Regions from separate parts of the Mus musculus genome. Here regions 1, 3, 4 and 5 are each linked to region 2. A link is a contact called in public Hi-C, HiChIP or PLAC-seq and promoter capture Hi-C data. All regions are on one chromosome and are shown on one strand. Each heading gives the region's core, a stretch centred on a gene start, on an enhancer-like site or on the middle of the called end of the contact. The rest is flanking DNA. Distances are from core to core; before and after follow the strand shown.

What was found. Promoter capture Hi-C pulls out the DNA fragments that hold promoters and counts their contacts. Hi-C and Micro-C count contacts between places; a contact is called where the count stands out from the background. HiChIP or PLAC-seq counts read pairs in DNA pulled down with a chosen protein or histone mark.
Region 1: a contact with region 2 is called in a FOXA1 HiChIP or PLAC-seq map of pancreatic cancer cells. The contact joins the enhancer-like site here to the promoter of Dkk2 in region 2. A contact is called at or near these places in 7 of 39 promoter capture datasets (the 3T3-L1 cell line, 3T3-L1-derived adipocytes, embryonic stem cells and 3 more) and 2 of 115 datasets of contacts at active chromatin or transcription factors (embryonic forebrain and pancreatic cancer cells).
Region 3: a contact with region 2 is called in a promoter capture Hi-C map of trophoblast stem cells, with 4 times the contacts expected there. The contact joins the enhancer-like site here to the promoter of Dkk2 in region 2. A contact is called at or near these places in 9 of 39 promoter capture datasets (the 3T3-L1 cell line, 3T3-L1-derived adipocytes, embryonic stem cells and 5 more), 1 of 484 Hi-C or Micro-C datasets (embryonic fibroblasts) and 1 of 115 datasets of contacts at active chromatin or transcription factors (kidney).
Region 4: a promoter capture Hi-C map of 3T3-L1-derived adipocytes shows a contact between it and region 2, with 2.9 times the contacts expected there. The contact joins the enhancer-like site here to the promoter of Dkk2 in region 2. A contact is called at or near these places in 10 of 39 promoter capture datasets (the 3T3-L1 cell line, 3T3-L1-derived adipocytes, cranial neural crest and 5 more) and 1 of 484 Hi-C or Micro-C datasets (cortical neurons).
Region 5: a Hi-C map of uterus shows a contact between it and region 2, with 4 times the contacts expected there. The contact joins the enhancer-like site here to the promoter of Dkk2 in region 2. A contact is called at or near these places in 2 of 39 promoter capture datasets (both in the 3T3-L1 cell line), 1 of 484 Hi-C or Micro-C datasets (uterus) and 1 of 115 datasets of contacts at active chromatin or transcription factors (the NIH/3T3 cell line).

What each region holds. Positions count from the first base shown.
Region 1 is chr3:132,581,342-132,584,041 of GRCm38.p6, reverse strand. No RefSeq gene overlaps it. Among named protein-coding and RNA genes, the nearest start is that of Gimd1, 47 kb to the left of the region's middle. Within about 2 kb of position 1,426, at least 13 of the 459 cell types and tissues checked have an H3K27ac peak or open chromatin away from gene starts, as enhancers often do. A contact at or near this core is called in pancreatic cancer cells, where this site is marked.
Region 2 is chr3:132,083,893-132,086,592 of GRCm38.p6, reverse strand. Dkk2 (dickkopf WNT signaling pathway inhibitor 2) reads right to left here and starts at 1,301. Exons shown (of 4, transcript NM_020265.4): 1 at 339-1,301. The coding sequence starts at 560.
Region 3 is chr3:132,432,997-132,435,696 of GRCm38.p6, reverse strand. No RefSeq gene overlaps it. Among named protein-coding and RNA genes, the nearest start is that of Gm30147, 45 kb to the left of the region's middle. Within about 2 kb of position 1,411, at least 2 of the 459 cell types and tissues checked have an H3K27ac peak or open chromatin away from gene starts, as enhancers often do. A contact at or near this core is called in trophoblast stem cells, where this site is marked.
Region 4 is chr3:132,363,028-132,365,727 of GRCm38.p6, reverse strand. No RefSeq gene overlaps it. Among named protein-coding and RNA genes, the nearest start is that of Gm30147, 120 kb to the left of the region's middle. Within about 2 kb of position 1,332, at least 2 of the 459 cell types and tissues checked have an H3K27ac peak or open chromatin away from gene starts, as enhancers often do. A contact at or near this core is called in 3T3-L1-derived adipocytes, where this site is marked.
Region 5 is chr3:131,768,763-131,771,462 of GRCm38.p6, reverse strand. No RefSeq gene overlaps it. Among named protein-coding and RNA genes, the nearest start is that of Gm29865, 120 kb to the left of the region's middle. Within about 2 kb of position 1,327, at least 6 of the 459 cell types and tissues checked have an H3K27ac peak or open chromatin away from gene starts, as enhancers often do. A contact at or near this core is called in uterus, where this site is marked.

The sequences.
Region 1 (2,700 bases), core at 177-2,676, 500 kb before region 2:
GGGATGAGACCTTGTCCGTGTTGTCATGTTAAGTGGTGTTACCATTATGCAGGTCTTGTTCAGGCAGCTGTGTACCTGAGCTATAAGCGGCATGAGTTCCCCTGTCTGTCATGTCTGGAGGATACTACTAAGCAACAGGTGACAGATCTGTCCTCTGGCTCTTAAAACTTTTTCTCCCCTTCCTCCAAAATGCTCATTTAGCCTTAGGGGTAGTGACTGCATTGTAGTTGTGTTAGTTGGGTTTAGACACCATAGTAAATTACTTTCTACCTTTTGAACAGTTGTGTCGCTCTGTAACAACCTCCATCTTTTTCACAAAAAACTTGCTTTGATGAGGATGATAGCTACACTTATCTGTAGGCATAAGGATCAGTGTTAAGGATACAGTTAGAATTATATTGGTGTAGAAAGACGGTGGTAGTGGGTTCTCCTCTTGGGTCTCCAGACATGGGTAGTTTACTAGGTTTAAAGCACCAGGCATGAATTTGTCTTAAGCCAAACTAGACAGCTGTTCATTACCCACAAGATAAAAGTACCACTATTGTCTCATTAGGGATATTTTTCTTTATTTAAATATTTTTAATTTTTGTGTACGGTTAAAACATATGAATGTTTTGCTTGCATATGGTAATAGTCTGTATTGTTTTGGAAGTGTCTTGTGTAAGACTCTGGGGAGCCTTAGCTTATGGGGGTGGGACCCCTGAGTGAATCATGTGGAGCTGAGAATCAATGTAAAAACAAGAGCAATTTATTGTTCCGATGCGTTGGGGTCCTACAAGGAGAGATGGTTCCCCCCCCCCCAGCCTTGACCCGTCCAGCAGGTTCTTCGAGGGTCTTGAGGGGCCTCCTCCTAAGAACCAAATGGGGGGGGGTTAGAGAAGGACGAGGGCCTTGTGCGAATAATGACACGGAAAGGTTCTGGAATGCATCAAAGCCCCAAATGTATTAGCCAGGCCCGAGGTTTAAATGCACAAGCAAAAGGGGAAGTTCAGATACTTATCAGTGGGAGGGGCAGGGCAATACAAGCAAAAGAAGTACTTATGGGGGGGCAATAGAAATTCTTTCTTTTGGCAGCTACACGGGGAAGCAGGAACTTGGTGGTATCAGGGTGTGGTCAGGACATCGGTGATGACTTAGGGCTGGAGCATCCCGAGGTTGTTCTCGGAATCCATGTGTCGGTGGCCCGCTTTTGACCCTTTTTTCTTCTCGGTGGGGAGAGGCCCAATTTAGAGATCAGGAGTTGTCTTAATAGCTCCCAACATGGCCTGTTTGGTCAGTCTTTATACAGCTTTTCAGAGCAGCAGCCATTAGCCACAATGTGATTGGCAGAAGAGTGTGACTTTAAAATTGATTGGTCTCTAGGGACAGTGGTGCCAGGGTCTGTTCTACAGAAAGTGTTTACATGCTCTAGACCTAACCCCGCCCCCTGCAGGTGGCTGCCCTCTAGGCCTCCCCCACGTGCAGGGGGACTGTTGGTCTGTCCTGTGGAATGTTAATTAGCCTTCCCCTTCCTGAGGGGAGGGGTCTGATGGAATTTTCCAAACGGTTCTGAACTGTACTCCACTGATCACTGACTCAAGTTGGAGTCATGCCTGGCACTGAGGTTTTGTTAGTCTATGGCCTTTGAGGAGAGCATTACCAACTGATGGATCACAGCTTCACGTAGTATATATACCCTGTAATGGTTTGAATATGTTTGGTCCAGAGAGGTGTGGCCTTGTTGGATGAAGTGTGTCCTTGTGGATGTGGGCTTTAAGACCCTCATCTTACTTTGCTCCCTGGAAGCCAGTTTTCTGTTTGCCTTCAGAACAAGATGTACAACTCTCAGCTTCTCTTGAACCATGCCTGCCTGGATGCTGCCAAGCTTCTGCCTTGATAATGGACTGAACCTCTGAACCTGTAAGACAGCTCCAATTACATGTTGTCCTCAAAAGAGTTGCCTTGGTTATGGTGTCTGTTCACAGTGGTAAAAACGCTAATTAAGACACACATGCACACACACACACACACACACACACACACACGCACACGCACACATCTATAATATGCTAAGTATGCTTCCAAAGTAATGTTTCTTTGTGGCATTTTCAAAGATTAGTATAGCACATTTTCTTTACCCATTCATATGTTGATGGTCACTTAGGCAAACTTGGTGTCTTAGCTGTTGTGAATAGTGTGTAATGAACATGCTGGCTACTTCAGGAAGAGGACAGGAAGAAAAGAAAAGCAAGTGTGTGCATGAAAAATAGAAAGCAGATTGTGTCACATCTGTTAGTGCCATATTTAATAATGCTGCATAGTTTTATTGGTGTTATTATTTTTATGCTGATGTTGAAGCTGGAACGCAGGGCCCATGTATGTTAGACAAGTGCTCTATCATTGACATACATACTTAGCTTTAGATGATCTTGATTAAGTGACAAACTTTTGTCCTTACCTGTCCTTTCCATCTCAGATCATTTGTCTTCTAACTGTGGGAATGTGTGACCTTAGAGAACATAAGATGTCCACTGAATGACCTTGCTAGAATAGCATGCTAGGGACCTTCCACTAGAAGGTTGTGGTGAACACACCTTTCCCGGAATGTCACAGCAAAATAGGCTTTACAAGAAAGCCCTGACCACAAGGCAGGTGCAGATGATGACTAAGAATGTTTCAGTTCCCACTTCTGCTGACTAAGACCTCATCTCACCCAGGGCC
Region 2 (2,700 bases), core at 52-2,551:
TCACATCCATTGCAGCCTCCTGTTGGATGGAAGGACCATTCTGGCCCCTTTGCCAAAGAAACGCACTAGATCTTTAAAAGTACTCATGTCTCAACACAAAGATGAGACAGAACTCTAAACCTCCCGCTGTAACCCAGCATCCCAGCGACCAGCAAAACACCCAAGTCCTGGTACCCCTGCAGACCCAGCTTCAGCAACCCCCTCCCAAATAGCCAGAAGCGCCACACCTGGCTTGGGCAAGGCTTTGACTTTTGCAGGGCTCAAAGGCAAGCTGCAGATGCAAAAGCTCTGATCCCTACCTCTCCTGGCTGAAGAGTGTGTTTGGGGGGGTTTCCTACCTGCCCCAGGCTTTTGCCCTTCTTACTGCCGCCGAAAGCCAGTCCTTGGTTCATGCCTGCAGATCGGTTGGCTGACTGAGCAGGAGTCTCCCCTCCTAGAGAGGACTTGATGGAGTTGAGTTTGGCCCGCGAGCTGCCTAGCTGTGAGCTCTCCACCATCAGCACCGCGGCCAGTAGGAGAAGGCAGCGGGATGAATCCTTGACCCGCATCAGCGCGGCCATCTCCGGGTAAGGGGTTCCCGGAGTTGGGTGGAGCCCTGAAAAGATGGGAATGCCAGGGGAGTGAGGACGCCCGCCGACACTCAACCCCTCACGTGGGGCGCGTGGGCTCCTCACAGACACAGTTCCCCCAACCCTTCCTGGATCAGACACTCGGGACTCTTAAGAACTTAGTCTCAAGCCTCAAGCCTGGAGCAAACGCGACCCCAGCGAGACCCGCTCCTCTGACGGGCAGGAAGTTCTGCAGTCCCTGGAAGCAATCAAAGGCCAGACGCCTTCTCGCCAAGGAGGCGTGACCCAAGGTGCTGTTAGACCCAGCCCTGCAGATCGCCCTGCCGGCTTCGTTTGGTGTTCAGCACCTTTGCGCTTTTGCACGATTTTCCGCGGTGATGGAATCCTCCCTTAACCGCGCACAGGGTTCTCCCCAGCTGCTGCTTCTTTTTCTTTTTCTTCCTTTCTTTTCTCTTGTTTCCCCCGGCTCCTCTGCTCCTCTGTCCTCTCCTGTGCTTTAGCTCTCAACCTTTGCACCACTCAAGTCCCTCTTTTCCAGGTCCGCGGGGTTTGTGACTGGTGATCAGAGTCTCCCCCAACCCCTCCACCGGACTCTGGAGAGCTGAGGCGAGCGGAGGTCCCAGCAAGCGCACTCCCACTGGTGCGGTTAGGAGTTGTCCCTTGGTTCACACGGGGCCACTAAGCCCTGCCAGCGAAGCAGTGATGCGCTGCGCGGAGGGCCAGTGCTCTCTTGCTGCTCTCCCCCGCCCTCTTAGCTTTTTATAGCTTTCCTCAGTGGGTTTTCCTCCGCCCCCAATTCAAGAGTGACAAAGAGTGAAAACGTTTCTCTCCCCCACCCCACGCTCCCGCTTGCCTCCCCTTCCCCCAGCAGGCGCTCTTTCTGAGGCTGTCTCTCCTGCCTCTCACCTTTCCTACCCTCCCATCCCTCCTTCACTCTACAACTAAAAACTTGGGGTTCACCTCCAGAAGAACACGGGAAAGCTCTTCCTGGACGATCACAGCTCCGAGAGTGAATGGGAGTTTGGAAACAGGCAGAAATGAAGAGGAAAAGTTGTCCCTATTTGTGGTGACTGCCACTAACCATGGCTTCTTACTTCTCCCACCCAGCTTCAGCCTCCAGCTAGGAGCGCTGGAAAAGCTCTGGAGAACATCTGCAAGTTAACTTGGTGGACTGTGTACAGCCCAGTTAGATTTTAGCCTGAGCCTCTCGGTTAATGTGCTGTGTGAGACTGTCTGGCTGTAGGTGCTTTATGGGGTTCCGCTTCGAATAGGGGGGGGGAGATGAACAAAGGGGGAGGCAAGAGGACTAAAGGAAGAGGGGCGAAAAGACCAAAGAAAGAGGAGGGGGAATAAGGGACCATTCTTCCCCCGTTGAAGTGCTTGAATCTTTCTGTTTTCCTCATCCCTCGCCCAACCCGATATACACATTACACTTTAATCCAAACAAGGAGTGAGGAAGGGGATAATGACCCGACTTGTGCTACCTCAAGGCTTGATGAGGCACTTTTAGGGTGCCAACGCGTCCTCTGCAAAGAGGAAATCCCAGGCAAGAATAAAAAGCCTGATGGGGAACCGGGTGGGTGGTGAAGTGGGCCAGAAACTTCTGGTCCTGCCTCTTGAGCGCTGCCCCGCTCGTTCCCCCACCCCCACTCCCACCCCTCCCCCGCCCGGAGGCCTTGGCTAGCCTTTCAAGTCAGTCTTTGAGGCTCGGAGTTCTCTGCACTGTTCCACAGAGGCAGAGGGCCACCGAGCGAACCACTCTGACGCGCTGACTGGCTTGCAGCACTTGGGGGCGCCAGTAGCAGCAATCAGCCAGGAGCACAAACACTGCAGGAGACAAGCTTTGCCAGCAAGCTCTGGGTTAGGAGAGGTTTGGTCACCCAGGAGACCAGGAGCAAAGGTTGCTGCTTGTGTCTTTAGCAGTTCAGTCATGCAATCCCTAGCAGTGTCCTTGAGCCAAAATGGAGTCAGACAGAGGTCGTCCGCTGTGATGAACTGACTCCAGTAGCACACTCTAGAATTTTGAGGTTTAGGTCTCCTCTTTCACACCTAATTCTGGCATATACCAACCTGTCCAGGACTCTAATTTAACGCTAAGGGGAAGGGGGTAAGGGTAAGGACGTTAATATTT
Region 3 (2,700 bases), core at 162-2,661, 350 kb before region 2:
TACTGATGGGTGTCCTTTGACTATATAGGACATTTAAGTAGGACTATTACACTGAAGTACTGAACAAGTATCCATGAAAACCAGTGATCAATCCTTATTGGAAAAAAATCTATATCACTTTAAAAGTGTTTCTGTGTTTTTATGAACACCTTGAGTATGAGTCCTGTCTTTTTCTGTTTTAACTCTTTCTGAGCCACCTGGCATCCATGGGATTGTGAATTACCAATCAACAAAACCAAGTACAAGGATTCCAAGTTTCTTGGCAGGTTTTGAAATAATAAGGGTTGGATCTCTCTGACATTGACTGACTCTATGACATGTTTATACATCTGTAAACTCATGGCAAACTCACTATTTAAAGGCAACTCCAGACTCTAGAGATAACCACCTAATTTGAAAAAATAAAATATTTTTTTCCTTTTAAGTTGATTAATTTAGTACGTCTATTCTATTTATACAATGATGTATCATATAAGAAGTAGCATCTTGTCAAAAACTCAGAAAGCTGTGTTTTCTGTTGATTCACGTCTAGGTCAGACTTGGTTGAAATGTGAGCTCCTTCCTTTGACCTCCATGTAACCCTGACCTGGGAGGACAGCATATCTCTAGGGTGGAAGATAATTTAATTTCCATGCATGTCAGGTCCCCCAGTTCTTCTGTGTGGAGGCTGCAAGAAAGTGTCAAATTCTGCAGAATCAGGTGTTCTGTGTTGGAGATGTGGAATACATTCTCCGGGGGTTAGAGTTGAGACCACCAAGTAGACTTCATTTTAAGGTCTTAAGGGAGCCTTGAAACCATAGATTGTGAAGATGGAAAATATTTCTTTACCCTGCAAACTATTCATCTTCCATTTCACTTTTAATATGTGTGCTCATGATAGCATCAACACAGAAAGTTCCAAAGGCCACATTTAGAACATCTAAGTTTATTATTTTACGCTGTTGCAGTTAGAAACAATGGTTGAAAATTCCAATGTGTCAAACAGGGCTTGGATTTCTAATGAGTTCCCTGTGTTTTTTAATCGCCAAATAACTGTAGCAGACTGCTCCCAAAGGTTACATGTGGGAAACTCGGTAATAGCTACAAGATAAGACTAATTCCACTTGGCTACTTGAGTTTCCTTCTTTCGCCACACATCTCTGGTCTGTGGAGTTGCCTATTATGCTGTTGAGTGTTTGTATACTTCTATCAAGACCCAAAGTTATGGCCTAACTTAATTTAGCACTTTGATGATTCTGAAGTCATAGTGATGTAAGTTCCACACAAAATGATCTCATCTCCTTTTCATCCCGAAGCCTCTCTGTGGATCTCCAAGGTCAGCATCCTACCGTAAGAATACTTCTGTTCTTACATGTGAGTTATGATAGCAAAGGAGGAAATGGCTTTAGGATGGCCATGAGATGAGTCATGAATGGGAAAATGCAAAGAGGAACTCCAGCTGAGAGACCCTTTGTCAAAGTTCCTACTGGCTTGGCCATGGCTGACACTTTGACAATGAAACAAAATATTTTAGACGTTCAAAGAGTAACAGGTTTCTTGGCGGTGGTGAGGCTTGACAGTAACTACGTCTTGGGTATTCAAGCACCAAATTCACACTCAGAATTTTTTTTTTCAGTTGATGGATAGCATTTTTGTGTCAGTTTACGCAGAACCCAGTTCCTATCTGTACTTTTAGTTTGGTATTAGATAGAAATTTTGTGTATGATGAAGCAAAGAGAAATTTGAGGCAAAAGAAACAAAGGGTAGTTTACTAGTGTTACACTATACACTGTAACAAACAACCGGAGAACTGGAAACAACATAAAAATCTTTTTCTTCTGTATAAGTTCAGTGCAGGTCATAGGGACAGGGACTCTGGTGCGTTACTAAGATCCTTCCAGGCTGTGGCTGGGTAGCTTGGTCTCATCTATTTGAATTAAAGAGACGAGAGGACACAAGGAAAAACAGGTAGCTATTGTAACAACCTTCATGCAGAAGTAAAAACTACATCATCAGCAACAAACCCAACAAGTCCAGTAGCACAAGAAGTGTAGAAAATGCAGCGCAGCTTTGTCCTTAGCAGTAAGGAAAGCAGTAGGTGAGGATCTGACAATTCTAAGACTGGGGTTCTCCTATTGGCTACATGAAAAATGGTTTGTTGCTGGTTGATGACATTATTGGAGTAATGGGGACTTTAGGAGATGGAGGAACTTTTCCAGGTTGGAGAAAATGGTCAACTGGAGGACCGCTGGGAAGGCAATCTTGTCCCTGCCCCTTTTCTAACTCTCTCACTCATCTGTGTTTGCCAGGGGTCATGAGATGAGAAGCATCCTCATCCAAAGGACCCATTGTATCGCCATGATAGTCTACCTTGCCTTAAGCCTATAACAGTACAGCCAGCTGGCCATGAACTCAATTTTCCAGCCAAAGTAAATCCTTCTCCCTCTAAGTTGTTTTTCCCAAGTACTTTAATCACAACAACACAAAGAAAATCTGATTAACACAGGAAGGGTGAGCTTTATCCTGTGGGTGAGATAAAGAAGAGAGATAGAGTCTACTGGGGTGGGGGGATAAATGGAAAATATTGCATGGTTCTTATTCTCTCCTAAATGATGTCAGCAGTACTTTTATCTCTGTTAATTTTCCCAATTTGAAATGTCAGTGTCTGTGTTTGTGGGACAAATATTTTCTTTTCAAATTCATGTAAATGTATTCCCACAT
Region 4 (2,700 bases), core at 83-2,582, 280 kb before region 2:
CCACATCTTTTTCAATGAATCTCCCATCCCCAAATATACTTCTGACACAGCTGTATTCTCTCTCCAGAATCAGCACTATTTCTTCGTGTGCTATAACTTAGCTTTAATTTACGTATACTAAGATTTGGTTTTTGTTTTGTGAAACTCCATTTTTATAAAAACACAATTTCATGTATCCCCCTGATGGCAGCAGAGACAATAGTTTCACTACCAATGAAATTAATCTCATGACATTTTCATGGCTCTATGTTGGGGCTATCCTTATATACTTCACTGAAAGTCCTGGAATTCTAGAAGAAAGAAGCTTGTTAAGATACAGAAAATAAATCAAGTAGAAAGAACACAGGAAGAACACAGCACTTCAACATTACACTGCAAATAATTTCATTTCCAAAACTGTGTTCCCAGTTCTTGGGTAGAACATCCTCATTTTTTCCTGCTAGACTGTCAACTCCAGGAGACTCTTTTGTTTTCTTAACTGTTCTGAAGTCCAGCATGCCCAGGAGGCCAACAAACCAAAATGGAAACAAATGTACCCTGAACAAGTTCAAGTTGTTTTTATCCTTGCAAAACACCACCCAGATTGGTGCAATACAAATGTCCTCTAATACTAGGAAGGTTTTCATCTAATTTTGGTAAACAATGGACTAAATATATCTACAGCGTTGAATTTTTCATAACAACAGAGTTCAACAAATTGAGGGAAAATTGCAATCTTATATTGAAGTTTAGTAAGTACTTTATGCTTCTTATATCCTAACTGATTCATTCATTCATTCATTTGTTTGTTTAGAGACAAGGTCTCTCTGCAATGCCCTGTCTGTCCTAGAACTGACAACATGGTCTATGTTGACCTTGAATTCACAGACGCTCACCTGATTCCAGTGCTAGGATCAGGGGTGTGTACCAGTACCCCCAGATGTCTTAACTGATTTAACAGCTACAGTACATTACTATTTCTGAAAGCTTTATGACGTGGATTCTCTGTCTTGCCTTGCAGAGAGGAAAACTGAGAGGCAGTGTCTGAGCATCTTGCTCCAAGTCATTCTCATTGTGACCTGGGTTATGAGTTGGTTTGCTTCATGGAAACTCTTATCCTCTTGTAAGCAGAGAAATTATATCCTCGAAATAGTTCTAGACTAAGATCTTTCTGAACCTTTATCTCAGATAGGAACCATGATGATACATTAGAGTATGTGATGCAAACATAGTGACGCCATTGGGATATTGACAGTGATATTCTATGTGTGCCAGATGTAGCTATGGTCTAGGGAAGATTGCTCCACATCTGTCAGACAAAGACTTTATTTGGGAGAGTGGAACTGGAGCATGGGTGTACACTAATAACCAGAAATCAGCTCCCCAATGAATTATACTTCACTGCACAGGAAAGACAAGCAGCTGGGTTTTGCATTGTGCAACGTGTTTTTGCTGTACTCCAAAACAACCACAGATACCGCAGTATTACATTGTGACAGCTCTTGAAGTTTAACTGTCTCTACTAATAAAGATCAACTTTTAACAACCAGTTCAGATCCCTCCCTTCTTAAGAAGTGCTAGTACCAAAAAATATGAGCAACAGTTGGGGGTGAGTATAAGCTCAGTAGTAGATCTAGACTCTGACCATGAAGTCAGGGGTGTTCCTGAGACTCCTTGTACAGAGGAAAGCTTAAGTGGACTCAAGATATGGATAAAAACAAAAGCAAGAAAGATGCAGTTGGTTCGGCAAAGACAATAATGGTATATGTAAAATTCAGAACTTCTTCAGGTGAATTTTCAGGTGATGATTTTTAAAGAAATCTAGCAATGAGAAAATACTTATGACAATTGTCCTTGGTTTCCTGGAACTGGGACATTAAATTGACAGTTTGGATCTTAGCAAGCAATAATTATTTTTTTCATTTTCTTCTTAGACTCTTAATTTTATTTGTGTCTTTATCATTTTCTTCTGCCTTCTTATTTCAGTGAAATAAGAAGGAAAAGTTTCTTGTGTCTCCTCCAGGTCAATCCCCTGCCTTCCAATATGTACATTGAGTTCTTATCCCTTTGTGTTGGCTCCAGGAACCTTGCCCTAGGTGTCTCCTCTGCTAAGTAAACTCTTAGTCATATTTCAAGGGTGCAGTTCAAAGGTCACCTCTTTTGTGAACAGTATTTCAGGTCTCCTGACTTGAGGGAAGCATTCTTCCTTTCCAGGTCCTCATACTTATTTAAAACTATCAACAATTTACATAGAAAAGGCACTAGAAGTGCAGATAGGGTTAGGGTTAGGGTTAGGCACTCTGGACTAGAAACTATGAGGATGGTGTGTAACAAACAGTATATGCCAATAAGGTGGTTGTGATGGCCATTCAAATATTGAGGCCACCATTTACAGGTGAGTAGATTTGGGACAGTGTTTTTCTTTCTCTGAGCCTTAGTTTTACTTTTATCAAAGTGGACATGCTGTCATCTCTTCATAGTAATGGATCCTGGGAATAGTGTATCTTCTGTCGGTGGTGAATGGTGAGCTGTAATATGTGTGTTTAGTTCTAGTGGTTTACTGAAGCTTTTAGTTAATTTCTCAGAATAAGGACCCATGACAGTGGATGAAATATTTTATAATCTTCTCTAAAATTCATGAAATGAAGGACAATAAAAGAAATAGGAGAATTTTATCTTTTATATAGCATAAACTTAAATACTATAACATTATTGTACTGA
Region 5 (2,700 bases), core at 78-2,577, 320 kb after region 2:
CGGACACTGTGACATGCTGGCCAAAGAGGGTAATGGGAGAAGGGGTTTTTGAGGGTGGGACTGGAAGGGGAGGAGAGAGGGGCACCTGTGATTGGGATATAAAGTGAATAAATTAATTAATGAGAAAAAGGAAGGAAGGAAAGAAAAACCAGCAAAAAAAAATTGCATTCCCAGATCTGGTACCTACTTTGCATATGTAGTGAAAATCATACAAACATAGAGAACAAGAAACAACTGATTCCTTTCTTCATTTCGCCACCACATCTAGCATTGAGCACAAGTTTATAATCTGTGCCACAGAGACCAATTTATCTTGAAAGATGTGAGCTAAATTGTGCAACATTTTCTCACTGCAGAGGGCATAGCTCATCCCCTCATCCCTGTCACTCTGTCATCTCTCCATCTCATGGGGTTTCCACCCAGGTGAGGTAGCTGAACCCCTTTTCCTGATGCAACCATGGTATCACATCACAAAGGCTCTCTGACTTCCTAACAGTGAACACTCACTGTTAGCCATACTCTGCTCACCCAAAAACAACATGGATTCAAAGAACAAGTAGGGATTGAGGAACTATGTCACACCTACCATGGTTTATGTTCCAAAACAATTAATTTGGTTGGGATCTTCCAGTAAAAATATACATTTTATTAAACTGGAAATTGAATACTGATAATGGTTCCTGGGCCCCAGCATGAGAACAGGGATTATATGTTCCTATCTGTGACAGAAATAAAAATGATTACCAAAAAAAAATCTGTAAACATTGCAAAACATTCTTTTGGCCCAGAGCAGGAACTAAAATAATGAAGATTTATTGGGGAGCATGGAGTCTGGTATATTCGATGTTTGTTTATGAATCTATCTTTCATAGCATGTTAGAAAAAAAGCAGACTGAGAATATAACTCATTGCTAAATGTCTGTCCACATTGCCCTATCTGGGAGAATTAATAGCAGAATTAATTTTCACTCTATTATGATAGGAAATTCACATTGCATGGTTTGGGGGGCTTTTCTACTCATTGACGGCTGGAATGGGCTAGAAATGTGGACCATTACATCCCTGTGATTTTAAGTGAGAATGCAGATGAAGGCATAATATTTTGATAGTCAGTCCACTGTGTGTTACAACTAATTGAAAAAAGACTGCTGTCAGGCTGTTGTCCTCTTCTGGACAGCCATCAGGTCAATGATAGAGACCATAGTTTCCCTGTGTTTCCTGGAAACCCTATTCAAGTTTATAAACTTCATTTTAAGGAGTGTGACCACACTTGATGTGTTTACTTCCTTTCCAACAGTTTTTGCCCTTCAAACCCCTCAACACAAATCACCTCCTTAAAAATAAGTTTAATAGGCACTTTGTGCAAACATTGTGGAATTCACCAATGCATCTAGGTGCCAGGAGGCAAGAGAGCAACTGCTGAAGCCAGCTGCAATGTGGATTTGTAGATCCTGGCTTTCTTTTAATCTTAAAATAGCTCGAGCATCCCTGTTGTTGGTCATTTTTCAGATGGAGTCTTCTGTACTTATCTATTTCATATACGTTACTTATCCTGAAGCTTTCACAGTGTGTGAAAGAGTCATCATAAACCACTTTATCTGTGATATACCAGATGCCATGGGCAGGAGACGGTGAAGTCGCATCAAGGGAAAATGTATTCTTAGGAGACTTCTAGAACAGCTCTCCATTCCTCTGAAAACTCCAAACTGTGCTCTGTGTCCTGTCACCCCTGAGCACTTCTGCTTCAGTAAGGATTAGATGGAGATCTCACAATGGGTAGTTTCCAGAACCATTCCAAACAAGAACTAGAGAGGTGACTCAGCACATAAGACTGAGTTCTGCTCTCAAAGGAGACCTGAGTTCAGTTCAGAGTACACATACCACATGGCTCACAACTCCAATTTCAAGGTATGCAGCACTCTCTATTGGCCTCCATGGGTACCCACTCTCATATAGGCAAATGACCCACACATACATATGTGCATACAAATAATTAAAATTAAAGCAAATCTTAAGGAAAGAATCAATCTAAATAATAGTTAAGATAGATTATTTTTTTAATGCAGTACATAGCCAAGCCAACTCAACTTAGAAGGCTGTGGTACTCAGAGTGTGTTTTAGGATGCAACGCACACAAAGAAGATGGCTTTAACTTCTGTCTGAACATAAACAGCTTCCCTTGAAAAGAGTTCAAGTGCCTTCTCCTAGTGTTATTCAGTAATGATCTGCTTTGACAATAAGCCCCATCTAAATTGGATCACAAATGTAATCTGTGGTATTTTTAGGACTTCTTCTCAACATAGAAATACCCAAAGACTGAGTCTGTGTATAAGATGGCTCATTCTTCATTTGTAGACTCTTTGTTTGTTTGTTTGTTTGTTTGGTTTCTTTTTTATTAGATATTTTCTTTATTTACATTTTAAATGTTATCCCCTTTCCTAGTTTCCCCTCCAAAACCCCCCTATCTCCTCCCTCCTCCTCCTGCTCACCAACCCACTCACTTCCCCCTTCCTGGCCATGGCATTCTCCTACACTGAGGCACAGAACCTTCACAGGACCAAGGGCCTCTCCTCCCATTGATGACTGACATGGCCACCCTCTGCTACATATGCAGCTGGAGACATGAGTCCCTTCATGTGTACTCTTTGGTTGGTGGTTTATTCCCTGGGAGGTCTGGAGGTACTGGTTGGTTTATATTGT